Regions from separate parts of the Gasterosteus aculeatus genome. Here region 2 is linked to region 1. A link is a contact called in public Hi-C data. All regions are on one chromosome and are shown on one strand. The core of a region is the stretch at or near the end of the contact, and the rest is flanking DNA. Distances in the headings are between cores, read along the strand shown. Region 1 holds the start of abcb6a (ATP binding cassette subfamily B member 6 (LAN blood group) a). Region 2 has its middle 15 kb from the start of nrp2a.

Evidence for each region. A called contact is a pair of places that touch in the nucleus more often than the background predicts.
Region 2: a contact with region 1 is called in a Hi-C map of whole body, with 6 times the contacts expected there. The contact joins the enhancer-like site here to the promoter of abcb6a in region 1. A contact is called at or near these places in 3 of 6 Hi-C or Micro-C datasets (liver, skeletal muscle and whole body).

Annotation. Positions count from the first base shown.
Region 1 is chr1:23,910,075-23,917,019 of fGasAcu3.hap1.1, forward strand. abcb6a (ATP binding cassette subfamily B member 6 (LAN blood group) a) reads right to left here and starts at 4,162. Exons shown (of 20, transcript XM_040187488.2): 1 at 3,815-4,162; 2 at 2,941-3,464; 3 at 1,931-2,071; 4 at 1,646-1,835; 5 at 1,392-1,484; 6 at 1,111-1,303; 7 at 887-1,008; 8 at 642-751; 9 at 493-558; 10 at 231-356; 11 at 45-121. The coding sequence starts at 3,456.
Region 2 is chr1:23,985,603-23,992,547 of fGasAcu3.hap1.1, forward strand. No RefSeq gene overlaps it. Among protein-coding and RNA genes, the nearest start is that of nrp2a, 15 kb to the left of the region's middle. Within about 2 kb of position 4,124, at least 1 of the 9 cell types and tissues checked has open chromatin away from gene starts, as enhancers often do.

The DNA of each region.
Region 1 (6,945 bases), core at 2,912-5,411:
CGTGAGGGCCAATGGATCGTTACCGACTTAATGCTTCCTCTTACCTGTAGTAGGTACCAAACCAGTTGAGGGGGGTGTACAACTGGATGATGTAGGAACCAAAAAGAACAAAATCTCCAACCTGAGACAAGAGCATTTTTCATTTTTATTTTCTTTCCAATCAAACAGACTTCACTTCCTGATCGGTTTAAACCTGCAAAGCGCCTTGTAAAGTACGACGTCGCCGGTACCTGAAACTTTCCTTCCGTCACAAAGTAAGCACAGAGCAGGGAGCCGGCCAGCAGGCCCCCACCGATGATGACGTTCTGTGTCTGGTTGAGGAAGGCCAGGGACGCCTGGGCCTTCCACTCCGACACCTAAAAAGGGGCGGGAGCAGAAAAGATCAAATCGACCGATCCCTGCCCGGCCGTTGTCAAATACAAACTGCTGATTTGTAGGACACGAGCTTGATAAGATCTCATGTCTGTCCAGATTCAAAGTTGTCCGACTTGCCTGGTATTTCAAGATGGCGTCCTCGAAACGCCCGACCTCGTAGTTCTCTGCATTGTAGTATTTCACCTGTTGAATAGAATATAAAAAAATGAAATAAAAACTTCTTGGATTGATGGAAACTCCTCCATAAGACAAAATGCCTGATGTACCGTCTCAAAGTTCAACAAGGAGTCCACCGCCTTGGTCTTGGCATTGTTGTCCTTCTGATTCATGTCTCGTCTGTACTTGGTTCTCCACTCCGTGATGATGATGGTCAGAGCTGGGGGGTGTGGGGGGAAACACGTTCCACTAAGCTCACCACATCTTAAATATCGCCATTAAATGATAATGACAAATATATAATGACAAAATGACAATTTCTCGGATTGCCGCGTTTTCAACGGGCGCTACTTACTGAGGTACAGGCCCATGCAGACAAAAACTATGAGGCCGAACCAGGCGTTGAAATTGGTGATGAAGTAGATGATGGAAATGACAATGTCGGCCATGGTGGGGATGATGCTGAACACGATGTAGCTGTGGGGGACACGAAGGGAATCCGTGAGTTTATTACACGGCCAGAAAGAAAAAAGTAGGAGTCTGGAGGAAATCCCCTCATCCATTCCACGGCTGCCTCACCTGAGCAGGCTGTTGATGGAGGTGGTGCCGCGGTCGATGCTCCTCAGCACGTCGCCGGTCTTGCGGCCCAGGTGCCAGCGCAGCGAGAGCGAGTGCAGGTGGCTGAACAGGCGCACCTGCACCACGCGGTTGGTGAACTGCTGCACCCGGATCCACAGGAAGGAGCGCAGGTTACTGATGAAACCCGACGCGCCTGGGGGAAGGGGGAGCGGGAGGGGCAATGATTGGTACGGCGGACTCAAATTATCACTTGGGAAGTGTTCAACTTGTCTTGGTCCTACCTGCACCGCCGCCCTGCAGGAACTTGAGCAGGACATAAAGGCACACGGTGGTGGCCAGAGAGCGCCAGCTGCTGCCGTCGGTCAGCTTGTTCACTGAGAGGGACAAAAGACATTACGTTGTCACATCACGCATCCTATTAGCACGATTAGCGCGCCGCTGAGCTTCCCGGCAAGGCACGGCCCGTTTAACCCCAGAAGTGAATTAGGCAAACGTCTGGGTGTGCGGGGATCAGGCAAAGAGATCGGCCCCTCACCGATATTCTTGTAGTAGATGGGCACAAAGACGTTGACGACCCTCTCGATTCCCAGCAGCGTCAAACAGAAGACGACCAGAAGCTGGAGGAAGGTGTTCCCCCGGGGCCACATGTAGGGAAGAAGCACGCGGACCTTCTTCCTGAAACCCAGCCAGGTGGATTGGTTCTCTTCTGGTCCACCCAAAAGGCCCTGAGACAAAGAGAAATGTGTTGAATAATGAACATAAAAAACCCTGCATTGTGGCCCAATAGGAGCATCCCAGGGAAAACGTGCGCGCCGCTCACCCGTCCGCTGCCCTCTACGTCCCGCTCGTCTTCGTTAATCAGGAGCATGTACGGTTTCCGTGGCAACCCCGGAGCTTTGAGACCGATGAAGAAGAGCAGCCCGGTGCCTGTGTAGCGCATCAGCCACAGGAAGAACTGAACCTGAGGGGATCATTGGAAATTCAAAAAAGATCAATATGGATACCAGTGAATCCGCATTGTTCGGTGTTCATCATACAGTTTTGTATGACAAAATTACTAAATGAGGGGTGTCATTTACAACACAATGAAGTATTTGAGCAATTTACATCCATGTATAATAAGTTATTATTTAAATGATAAAATATTTGTTCTTGACTTGTGTTTGTTGTTTCAAGTTTGAAACTGAGCAGAGAATAAACCGTTTGAGGTGTAGATTTGGAAAAAACCCCACAAAACAACATAGCAAAAAACCCCTACAAAAGTCATGCTTACAATTACACAACTAGTTATGGTACTGACTCGGTGTGGGAGGGGCTAGAGGCGGGTCTGATGATTTGATTGGTTAGCAGTGGGCCTGGAATCTGATAGTCAGAATGAGTAGTGACTCAGCAAAAAAACAGGCTCTCCTCTTGGCCACACGGTTGCGGTTTCAGATTGCTTACATGCCTGCCTCCCTTTGTTAGCGTGCAATGGACACTTAACATAAGAAAGACTGGACGGCTTAGTGCCGGGTGCAGAGACATAGGCGTGTGTCATAAAAACACACCTACGTCTTCTTTAACATTAAAGAACCTTTGACCCACTAGCCGGTGAAAGCACACATAGCACATCCTTAAAACAACAAAAAGAGATGCCAGAGAGCGAGATTGAAATGAGATGAATAGATCGGAATGGGGATAAATGACATGCAGGCCCTGTATGCCGGTACGAAGCACAGCGGCATCTGAACGACATATGCAGGGTACCATATTTATATAACTGAAAACTGCATATCACTTGGCAAAGTCCTTTTCACCTCTAATGTGACATTTGACCCGCCCCCTCCTCACCTGTTGCTCAGCGTTCTCCAGGCCCCACCACCAGTGCGGACTGAACCAAGAGACGAAGGCCAAGTTCTCCGCCGAGAACGCCACGGCCCAGAACAGCAGCAGGGCCGCGCTGTGGCCCCTCGTCCGGGACATCAGCAGGGCCCTCCGTCTCTCCACCCTCAGCAGGGCTACGGACCAGCCCCAGGCCAGCGCGGAGAAGCAGCCGTACAGCACCGCGTATCCCGGGAGCTCTCCCCCGCTGGCGGCCCGCCACACCGCCCCGCCCGCAAACTGGAAGATCAGGAGGACGGAGAGGGCCAGCTGGAAGCCGTAGAGGCAGGAGCGCGGGATGAACTTTGGCTCCATCGCCGTGCCATATTTCTGGTAGAAGACGCAGTGGACGGTGCCCAGGAAGAAGGCCATGGTGAGCAGGATGGAGGGGACCAGGGTGAAGTAGAAGCATGGGGAGATGCCCTCGTCCACCCAGGTGCGAGAGATGGAGGAATTGGTTTCGCAGTAACCCTGAATGAACACCATGGCTGAAACTGGAGGGGGGGCAGAGAGTGTGTCAGCAGAGAAGCATCACAACCGGAAATAAAAGCACAAGTGGGTCAATAAACGTGGGACACATCGTCCTGCTGAAGAAGTGCCTGGACTCGCTTTACACACTTGCATGGGTGCAACACAACTCTGCCATAATAGGTGTAGTGGACCTCAGCGACATTTTTTTTGCTGAGTCATGGTTAACTCTACTGCTTAGATATGGACCGTATCCCCACAAACGGAGTGAAACGCTTTTGTGTTGGCGTTTAGTATTCTCCAGTAGCGTTCATATGGAGATAACAAAGACGAATGTAACACCATACACGTAGAACAACATTAACGGTAAACTCACCGTATTTGGCGGGCGGAAAAGGTTTACGTCAACTTCGGTCTTCTGGACGACGCACTCGTCATAAACAGAGGTTACTCCAGAGAAGCTAGCAAGTCACACAGATTAGCGGTGAGCTAGCTCGGTCGGCTTTACGCGACTTGAAAACAAACGGCAGTTTAAAACGTGGCGGAGCAGCGCTCAGGCGATGCACAGCCGCGCGTCTGTCATCGCTACCACCAAGTTGTCCTCGTTACGTGCATGTTGGTTCAAGTGGCTCCAATCCGTGACTCGGCGATTGACGCTTTACGCAACAGCGTTCGATTGCTTTGGTCTGTGAGGGCACGCGGCGCCCCACGGAGGCTTAAAACGTAGTAAAAAAAAAAAAGTAGAGGACAAAATAAAATTATGCGGAAGGTGTTTTTGGAAAAGAAGTTGTGCATTTACAATTTCAAGTAAATGTACAAAAGTCGGTTATTGCCAGCTACTGTAAGAACAAGGTTGTAATTAAAAATACTCATTATGGATTCTATTTTTCATATATAGGCCTACATATAGTTCACATATTGTGAGTAGTTTTACTCTCCTTTTTAACTACTTCATGTGTTGTTGGATTGTTTAATCGCATGATTTATGTTTTACCTAGTATGTTTTGGATTAAACTTTTAAACTGAATGTAGCTTGTTTCAAATAAATGTGGAGTATTGTATGTCCCTGTGAAATGAATATAAAGTGACAGGAAAATTTGAAGTAGTACCTCAAGCAAATATATTTAGTTATATTTCCCCATTGTAAATGAGATAAACTTCAACAGTTCAATGAAAAGAGCAATGCTATTCCTTGATCTAATATAACTTTACAAGCCGATTTTTGTCCTTTATTTTCAGTTGAGATTACATTTTCTCCATAAACCAAGCGGAGGAATGCAAAACTCTAATTTCATACCCAAAATGAAAAATAAAAGATAAAAGATAAAAGATTTTATCTATCTTATTGGCTTGTGATTGGAATAAATATACCTGGAATGAAAGGACACCTTGCAGTGCCACAAAATGATCAAGAGATGGCAGTAAATACTAAGGTATAATCAGACAAAACCGCCGTATTATACAATAGGCATTAAAACTTCCCACGAGAGACACAGGTGGTGGGAAAAAACAAGTCCTGGAGATGGGAAATGGTAATAATGAATAGCATTCTATCAATGCTAACGCTGTTATTCACAGCCATATGAAGTGAACAAGCGATTACAGAAACAACGCCTCTTCCTCCGAAAGGAGCCAATTTAAAGTCAAAGGAACATAGGAAGTCTTTCAGTGATGAGAGGGTTTAAGCTTAGAGCTTTTCCCATCAAAGTGTAAATTCAGGGTTGAGTACAAAGACTGGAAGTGACTCAAAAGCCATCTGTCGCGTCTGCCCTTCCTGAGGGGATGAATGAAAGACTCGGCAGACTAAAGTGTGTGTATTTGTGTGTACCTGCATGTGAAGGAATAAAAAATGGGAAGCGTATCCTAATGTGAAAGAGGAAGAAGCTTACGCACACACACGCACACACACACACAGGCCACAAGCTGAGATGGGAAAAGGGGTAAATCTTATCATTTAGAGCCTTCACAATGGGCATAAAGAGCTGCTAATCTGCTTCATCTCCCCGGCTCTTTTGTGCGAGTGGAAATGGACCTTCTGTCCATCGGCTGCTTCAAACCCCGCTCCTTTGTCTCCGAGTGGATGTGACGGCCTGCCCATCACAAACCCCTCATCTCTCTCCCCTTTTGTGGCTGTCTCCAACCTCAGCACACAGGCTCAGCTGGAGCCCCCGTAAGTCCGTTAAGGTGTTTCTTTTATTTCGCTCAATCTCACCTTTTTCCCTCATTCTCATTTATGCTTCTTTGTCCGCCTGAAGCTGTCTGACACGCGGGGATAGTAAAAGGCGGGGATAAAATGGATGTGTGCGCCAATCTAATCCCTTAATTTAGAGAGAAGAGAATGCCGGTACTGCTAGGAATGCTACGTCCAATCTCATTAGTACTGAAGGCGATCAATGAAGCTTGGGGTTCTGTTGAATGCGGTATTCACAGAAGGATTGGGCTTTGTGTGACACCGTTCTTACCAGTAGCCCAATGGCGGATGACCTTTGCGAATAAATAAAGATACAGCTCTTTTGCTGTTTATAAACGTGAAAGTATAAGCTGTGTGTCACTCTCTGTGTCGAGTTGAGTTCTCCATTTAGTACGTTTTCAGCCGGTTTCATCATAGTGGTACTCGAGTGGAAGGACCACCTCCCGCTTTTGAGTGGAGGCGCTTTCGTCTGACAGATTTTCTGCTAGGGGTGAATAAAAAAAATGCTCTTTTATTGTTTCCTTATACTTTATGAGAGTAAATTCAGAGCCTTGAAACGAGCGATGGCTCACGGGGTCGATGGACTCGACCCCGTGAGCAGGTTTGAAAGAGCTGGACGTCGTGTCTCTGAGCTTGAGCCTGGACTGTCGGGCCTCGGTGCCCCACAGCTAAGCCACCTTCTTCTGCAGGGATAGCCCCCCCCCCCCCCCAGCCAGTGAGGGGAGAGCCAGAAGGTGAGCGAGAAGTGGTTGAGGAAGACAGACAGAAGATGGAGTGTGTGTGTCTGTGCAAGATAACACAGGCTGGAGGAATTAGACTGACGCCCTGGTGTCTCAGCGTGTGGGCGAATCTGTCCCAGATACAGAGGCATAGAGGTATTGTTAGAGGAGACGCAAGGTCCCAAAAGTAACCTATCTACACATTTCAGGCACAACGGACTGGAAAAACTAGCAGCAGCTTCGTCCAATACGGCACACACACACACACACCCACACACAGACCAGTTGACATATAAATGTCTGGAGCCGCACACTCTACGTCTCCTTCCCTTGTGGACTTGCCAAACCTCTTGCATCCCGAGTGCCCCCCCCCTGTACAATCACCTTACAACTATTTCGCTGACTCACATCTCATTAACACTTGTAGCTCCCTGAGAAAAAGGGAAATGCAGATTGCAGAATGTTGATGGAACGAAAGGGTTGTGCGCCTTGTGGGCTGCATAAGACATATCAGTACAATGGAAGATGAGCTTGGCGATCCCCTTTTGGGCGAGTGCTTGTGCTGCATCGCTGACCATAATTCAATGTTGAATGAAG
Region 2 (6,945 bases), core at 2,874-5,373, 75 kb after region 1:
ACCATATCGAGGGCATTTGTAATCCAATTGCTCTCTGACAGCAATGCGCACACGCACACACACACACAGCCCACACTCCTGTCCTTCAGGTAATGACTGCAGCCAGACTCATTATTTTCAATCCCAGGTTCGAGGGTGGTTATCGCCGAAAAGGTCAGGACAACAGCCTCTAATTGTTTTCGGGGGGTCACAAACCTGTTTATGGAACCGTCCTTGCGTCTCGGGCTCATTATTGATAATGGCCACGGTGCTGCTGCGTTTTCCGCGCCCTGCTCCGGGTCCAATATGTTTTCAATTTTTCCAGCAGGAGATAACTTCAGAACTTGGAGATGCTGGGGAGAAGCAGGCCGGCTGCCGTGCCGCTGACGCCCACGCAGGAGCAGAATGACGGACGCGTCCAGCCGACCGGCCAGACGCCGCCTCGGACGGTACATGTGTCTCTCTTGGGATTCACCTTTGACACTCAATTCTTTGGGGTACTCGCGGATGCGTGGGCGGCACTGTTTCATTAGATTTTCTAACTTTGAGTTTATGTGGTTAACTTTTCCAGTATTTTGGCCCCGTTAATGCATTTCTGGTTGTGTGCCACAAGTGTTCCGATGGAAATAGCGACCAGACACTATTAACAAGGCTATAGGCTGAGCCACTAATCTGTGACAGACAGGTGCATAATGAACACGTATTTATAGGCAAGGCGAAGTTTATTTATAAGAGTTCATTCAAAGGCCTTTTTATGAGGCAAACCTAATTAAGATACTTAATATATATATATTGAAGAAGATTTTGATTGACTTAGTATAACATGTATTTAATGGAGGTCATACGTTTGGAGACAATGATTGCTCAATAAGCTAGAGAGGTGAATTAAACCACAATAACCCATTGGGCTTTATTCTGTTATGACCGAACATCTCAAATATTAGCGTCTGCTCTCATACTAAGTGAGCTGCCGAACCCGAGCGTAATTGTTGTGGCTGATTGTGATTACACAACTATAAATATCCCAGCTATGAAGGAATAAAGCAACAATAACAGCAGACCTGTCATTACAGCGAGCCAGTTTCAGTTTACACTCGGCATTCCCGCTGAGTTAAACACAACAATCTGCCCGAGCCCGTCGTCGTTGCATCGCTTCCACTTCGAAACCTGCGCCGTGGTGGCTTGCAGTTCATAAATCATTCACTTGTTATTCTGCAACCCAGATAGGGAGGAGATGAACGCATGGCAGCGAACAGCCTCCCATCCCACATCACAGCCGTCCTTCCTGCTCTCTGCGACTGTGATGCCCAAACCCCCGGCTTAGTCCACGACTTGGTGAACGTCAATCTACTCGGAGGTTTGTCACGAGACTTTTCACCACAGCTTTGGAGCCATAATAATTAGTCAGAGGTCGGGGGGGGGGGGTTGGAAACTGGGACGCCATTTGCGATTGCCTGCGTGTGTGTTTGTGTGTGTTTGTGTGCAATGCAGCGGGCGGTTACTGAGCTGATGAGCAGTGCACAATGGACCGGCAGCTGTTGTAAACGATAGCAAGGTCATCACTACTGCGGCCGCTCGTGTGAGTGTGTGTGTGTGTGATGGAGAGTCTGGGGGAAAGAGAGAGAGAAAGAGAGAGAGAGGGATAGAGAGAGTTGGCAAGTGTGTGAAAGAGCACAGCGGCATTTCCATTATTTGTAAAAGTTTTTTAACGGGACTTTCAGAACTTTCCAAATAAAAGCCAAATGGAAGTGCATTTCCATAAACTTCAGCATGTAAAATAATCTTGATTGTTGGGTTGATGCATAATCACATTTGACTAATAGGAGTCAGATAAAAGAAAACTACACAGAGTAAAGTGGATCAAGGCAGGGATGCTGCGGTGCTTTGCACGATGCCATATTCATGATGTTAGGAGAACATTTTCATCATTCAGTCCAATTTTTCTAATGTGACACCTCGTGATGTGCAAAAGAATTAGAAAATACTCAGACGTCTGGTTAGTGTGCGAGTAGCACGTGAAACCCCCCACAAACACACACACTGGGAGTCAAATCCTAAATCAGACCTGTTGCAAACAAACCGAGCCATCAGCGATTGGCTCTCAGAGTAGATGATCTGCCAAATACCAAAGACCCCCGCTCAGAGTGACACCTGCGACATGTCATGATCCAAAAAGACAAATCACGGTGGAAGTCTTCAGCTGTAATCCAGCATGGTTGGTGATAACGAGGACTAAAATCAGACAAAATGAGGCAAAAAACACCCGCGTGGGTGAAACATAGGTGTGTGAAAAGAAACTACCGCCTGGGTGAACTTCCCACCTCGCTGCAGCGGTGTATCCATCCAACACCAGCTCACACTCACAAATCTCAAACACAGATTCTTGGAGGGACGCTGTGTGACGGCACGAGGGCCCGACGGCTGCGCAGGAAAACGTTTTTTTGAGCGACACGAAGAGTCAAATTCCTGCACGCAAACAGAGGAGCAGGGTTTTGGGAATCTCGCCCTCGGTACGTTTATTAAAATCTCCCTGCTACGCCTCGCCGTGCTCCAGATCTCCTTCTGGTGCGATAAGGTTTTTAATGAATTGGCCGGCATCCAGCAGCACAATATTACCCCGACAATAGAAGCCTTCGCATGCCACTAAATATCTGATGGGCTCTGCCGATTTCTCTGCTGATGTGAAGCGCTAAATACGGAGATGCCATTAGTGTGGGCCAGGCAGTCCCCAGCCATTATCTTAGCAACGCCATCTTGACATAAACATTTTGGAGGCAATTAAACTGTGTATTCGTGTGTGTGTGTGTGCGTTTTCGCGTAGCTGTCAAAGAGCAATTACGGAGACAATGTCATCAATGTGGTTCCGGACGGCTCATTTTTGTATCAGAGGAGGCCGTGATGTTTCACAAGTTGATTAATGTGTTTTCAGCACGGAGCGTACGGCGCACAAAAACACGCACAAAAACACATCTGAAATCACGCGCGGGTGGAGACAAGATGGATGCGAGGCAGTAAATGGCTCTTAATTGATGCTCTACACCCTTTGTTTCATTATTTACAGGCTCGCCTCATTATTCTAACATTTGCAACTCTAAGTACTCCGCAGAGCTTTTTCCACGCTGGAAGCAAATAAAAACTGGAAGCAGAATAGCAAAACGCCGGACTTCCCCTCTGTGGGAAGACGGGGATCTTGGCGCGTGGGAAGCTGAAGTGGGTTTGGATTATTTTGTGACAGAAATCGGGAAGCATCACAGAATGTGAGGACAGTCGGTCTTAATGTTGAAAAAGTGTGTGCTCGCTGTGTGTGTGTGTGTGTGAGCGCACCAACACTCACCTCGAGCTGGTTTTAATATTTCCCACTGCGGCCGTGCGACCGAGCAAGCTGACGCCATCATTTTCCCGAAACTCCGTTTTCATCATGGCCACTGTGGTGTTTTCAGATCTACATCCAGGAAAAGAAAAGCAACAAGAGGCCGAAACGGAGATAAATGTGTGTTCTTATTTAGCCAGCTTTACGACCTTGAACGGTGTTCAGACACAGCCATTCTCCGTACCATTCCTTCTCGAAAGGGAAAGGTGTTAATATGTCTCATGGTGCTAATAATAACCTGTAATCTGCTTTACTTTGCTGCCAGCAGTCATCTAATATGAGACGGGGTAGATTTTTCCAAATGATGTAAATGTCGCTGTGAAAGGGAAAACCTTTAAAAAATGTAATTAAATTAAAGTGCTCCATTTGTACTGTACGCGTGACCACATCTGGGTGTGAGTGAGATCACATTATTCAGCAGGGACTCTGTGTGTGTGTGTGTGTGTGTGTGTGTGTGTGTGAGCGACATGTCAGGAATAAATTAGAGCAAAGTCCTGTGCCAGACTCGCCAATATGGGGCCGAATCTTGATCTAATCCGCAGAGTTAGTGGCCTTAAATAGATTATGCTTCTGTACTGGGGTCCAGTCACTGGGGAGGCCGGACATATAGTCCGTGTATGTGTGTGTGTGTGTGTGTGTGTGTGTGTGTGTGTGTGCACGTACAGGAGTAGACAGCTGAAACCAAGCCAGAGGCCGGACGGCACGCCCGCAGCATGAGCGGCCAACTTTCCACAGTAACCGACACCCCCCCCTCCCCCGACGCTCTCGCTCCCCTGAGCGCTGGGACTTTAGCGCCGCTCGGCTAACGTGAGCTGACACCGCGGATCCGAGGGGAGGAAGGCCCGGGTGCGACCCCAGGAAGATGGAACCTGAGATCGCCGCCGCCGATAGGCAGATGGAAACCAAACAAGTGTGAGAAATACCAAAAGCATGTAAATCAAACGTGGGCGAAAAATAGCCAGAGCAGAAGAAACGCCCGGCGTGATCCAAATTGCGGGCGCATTAGTTGTAGCTTGTCAATCACGGCCTCCCCCCCCCCAAAATCCCCCAGACGCAGGCGGAGCAAGTGAGGCGCGGTTGAACCGATACACACCGACGAGTCAATTACAGGCTGGCCAGTCAGAATGTCACGGCCCCGCGGACACTAAACCGCCGGCTTAACCTCCTCACGCCGCGTCAATATGCCTCGCTGGAGGGGGGAGAGGGGGGGGGGGGGTCTTCAGACCATGCAATCGAGGCAACACAACGTTGGTCTGACCTCATGGCGGCGGGGGCTGTCCAGCGATCGCTCGCTGTTCGGTATCCGAGGTTCACCACTTACCTCACTCCTCAGTGGACGCGGTTGCCGCGAGGAGGCGGGCACGCACGCACGCACGCACGCACGCCGTCACCAGGAAGCAATTAAAACTTCCCCCCGTAATAGTCCCACTGCGACGGAACCTGACCGGCCGCCAACCTCCGGGCCTGAAGAGGGAGGCCGAGGTTGCAAAAATAAGTCTTTGAGAAAAATGGCCCTACTTGTCAGCTGATATAAGATTGATACATGACCTCGCTTCCATCCGGCACAATGGTAGGAACGGGTTGTTTGGCCTGGGTCTTACAATTTGTACCCTTTGATAGATGGTTTTTAAGTTCAATTGACAATTAGTTTGTAGCGCGTGTGGTGGCGACTCAACGACATGGAAGCCGGAGCTCATCTGCCCTTTTGGAGAATCGTCCAATAACATTGTTTTGTTTGCCATGCGGCTTGAATACTAAGAGTCCTGCAGCGGCAAGCGGAAAAGGAAGTGTGAGGCTGAAGGGGTATCACGGTGCCCCCCCTAACAGCTGCTTGAAAGCATGCGACAAGCAGGCCAATAGGGAAACCAGAAAGGGGAGGGGGGCACATTATCTGTGCTGGAGATGAATCTCTAAACACGGCCAGTCATCACTACGAGATGAATGGGACAGCTGCCGGATGAGGGGCGTTTGTGGCACCCCCCCCCCCCGGAGGACCTTCGGGACAGTTGCATCATCACAAGAGTCGCTGGCTCATCGAGTCGAACACAACTAACCTAAAGTGATTTATAGAGAAGTGGTTCCACTGCACCAGATCCGACCCGTCACGTGTTCGTTGTCCGTGTTTGGAGGAACGCCTCCCATGTTTCACGCATGAGAAAGACTTCCACGGGGCGGCTGCTCAATTTGCTCTCACTCCGGAGGTGGAACAGAGCTCATGGACACCGATAGGCCTTCACCCCTTCAGGGCGTCTCCACATATGCGCGTGTGTCCGTCATAAGTCGCTTCTCAAGTCAAGGGCAGCCTTTATGTCTGCGCGGGGGCCAAACCCTCCCCATCTTCAATGCCACGTGTGTGCGTGTTAGCCTGGAGACGCACAGGGAATTCCCGGCTCAGCCCCCCACCAGCCCCCCTCCTAGCCCCCCCCCCCTGTCCTTGTCCCTCTGAAGTTGGGTGGGCTGAGATAAGGCGTGTTATAAAAACACTCTCTCTCAGAGGGTGGTCACATATCTCTGATGTTTACTGTGGAAATCCACGGCGCGAGCGTGCGTGCTTGTGTGTGTGCGTGCTTGTGTGTGTGTGTACTTGTGTGTGTGTGTACTTGTGTGTGCGTGTGCATTATTTGCTGAACTCTGGCGGCATCAGGTTGTTTTTTGGTTGGGGAAAGATTGCCGATCACTCAAGGCGACGGTACACTGTGGGTGCGAGGCCGTGCCAGGGAATGGGCCTATGAATCAGGGAAGAGGTCACACAAGTGCAGCGCGGGTAACACGGACGCTGCCCCCTGTAGGACAAAGTCAGGATCAGCATTGGGGCGTAACGAACACAAAATGCTTAAATCAAACCTCTCGTTTTCATTTTCTATCAGTCTCATCTGTAGATTTCTTTTGAACTTTTGAAAGAAATGAATCAGGCTCTGTGTGTGTCTGTCTGTCTGTGTGTGTCACTCTCATTTCCTCGTGGGGGGGGGGGTGACAGAATGGAAAGAAGAGATGGAGGAGGACGGCATAGAGGAGCACAGAGATGGAAAGTCGAGCCGCCGAGTGAGAAAGGCGGGCAGTTGTGAACTGGTGTTTGAGGCCGTTGTGGCAGTTTGACTGTTATGTCTAGAAAGGAGGCATAATGGGCCTAAAGGGGAAGGCGCTGCGAAATGACCCAGCGAAACTCGCCATGGGCAAACGGGCAAAACATTTACGACAAATAAAACAAATTACGCAAAAAAGAAACAATGCGGCCTCTTCTTTTTTTATAAACGGAAAAAAAAAAATCACAAAAGGGAAAAAAAGAAAAGCCTCTGTGTTCCGGAAGCTCCTTTCAGGCTGCAGCTCAATCGAGTCCAACGAATGAGCTCAAGGTGGAATCAAGAAAAAACTGGTCAAAATTCTCCTGTCTGCAATCAGAGGAGCACGAGTTTGTCTCCTCTGCACAGCTTCTCAATTAGCCACTAATGGCCTCGCCTTAACGAGCTGGACATTTCGTAGCACTAATGAAGCTGGTGGCAGCCGCAGAGTGTTTGTATGTTTGCGTGTGTGTGTGCGTGTGTGTGTGTTTGAAAGATAGAAAGCCCGGAGACAGAGCGGAGATCTAATTGAGTCGG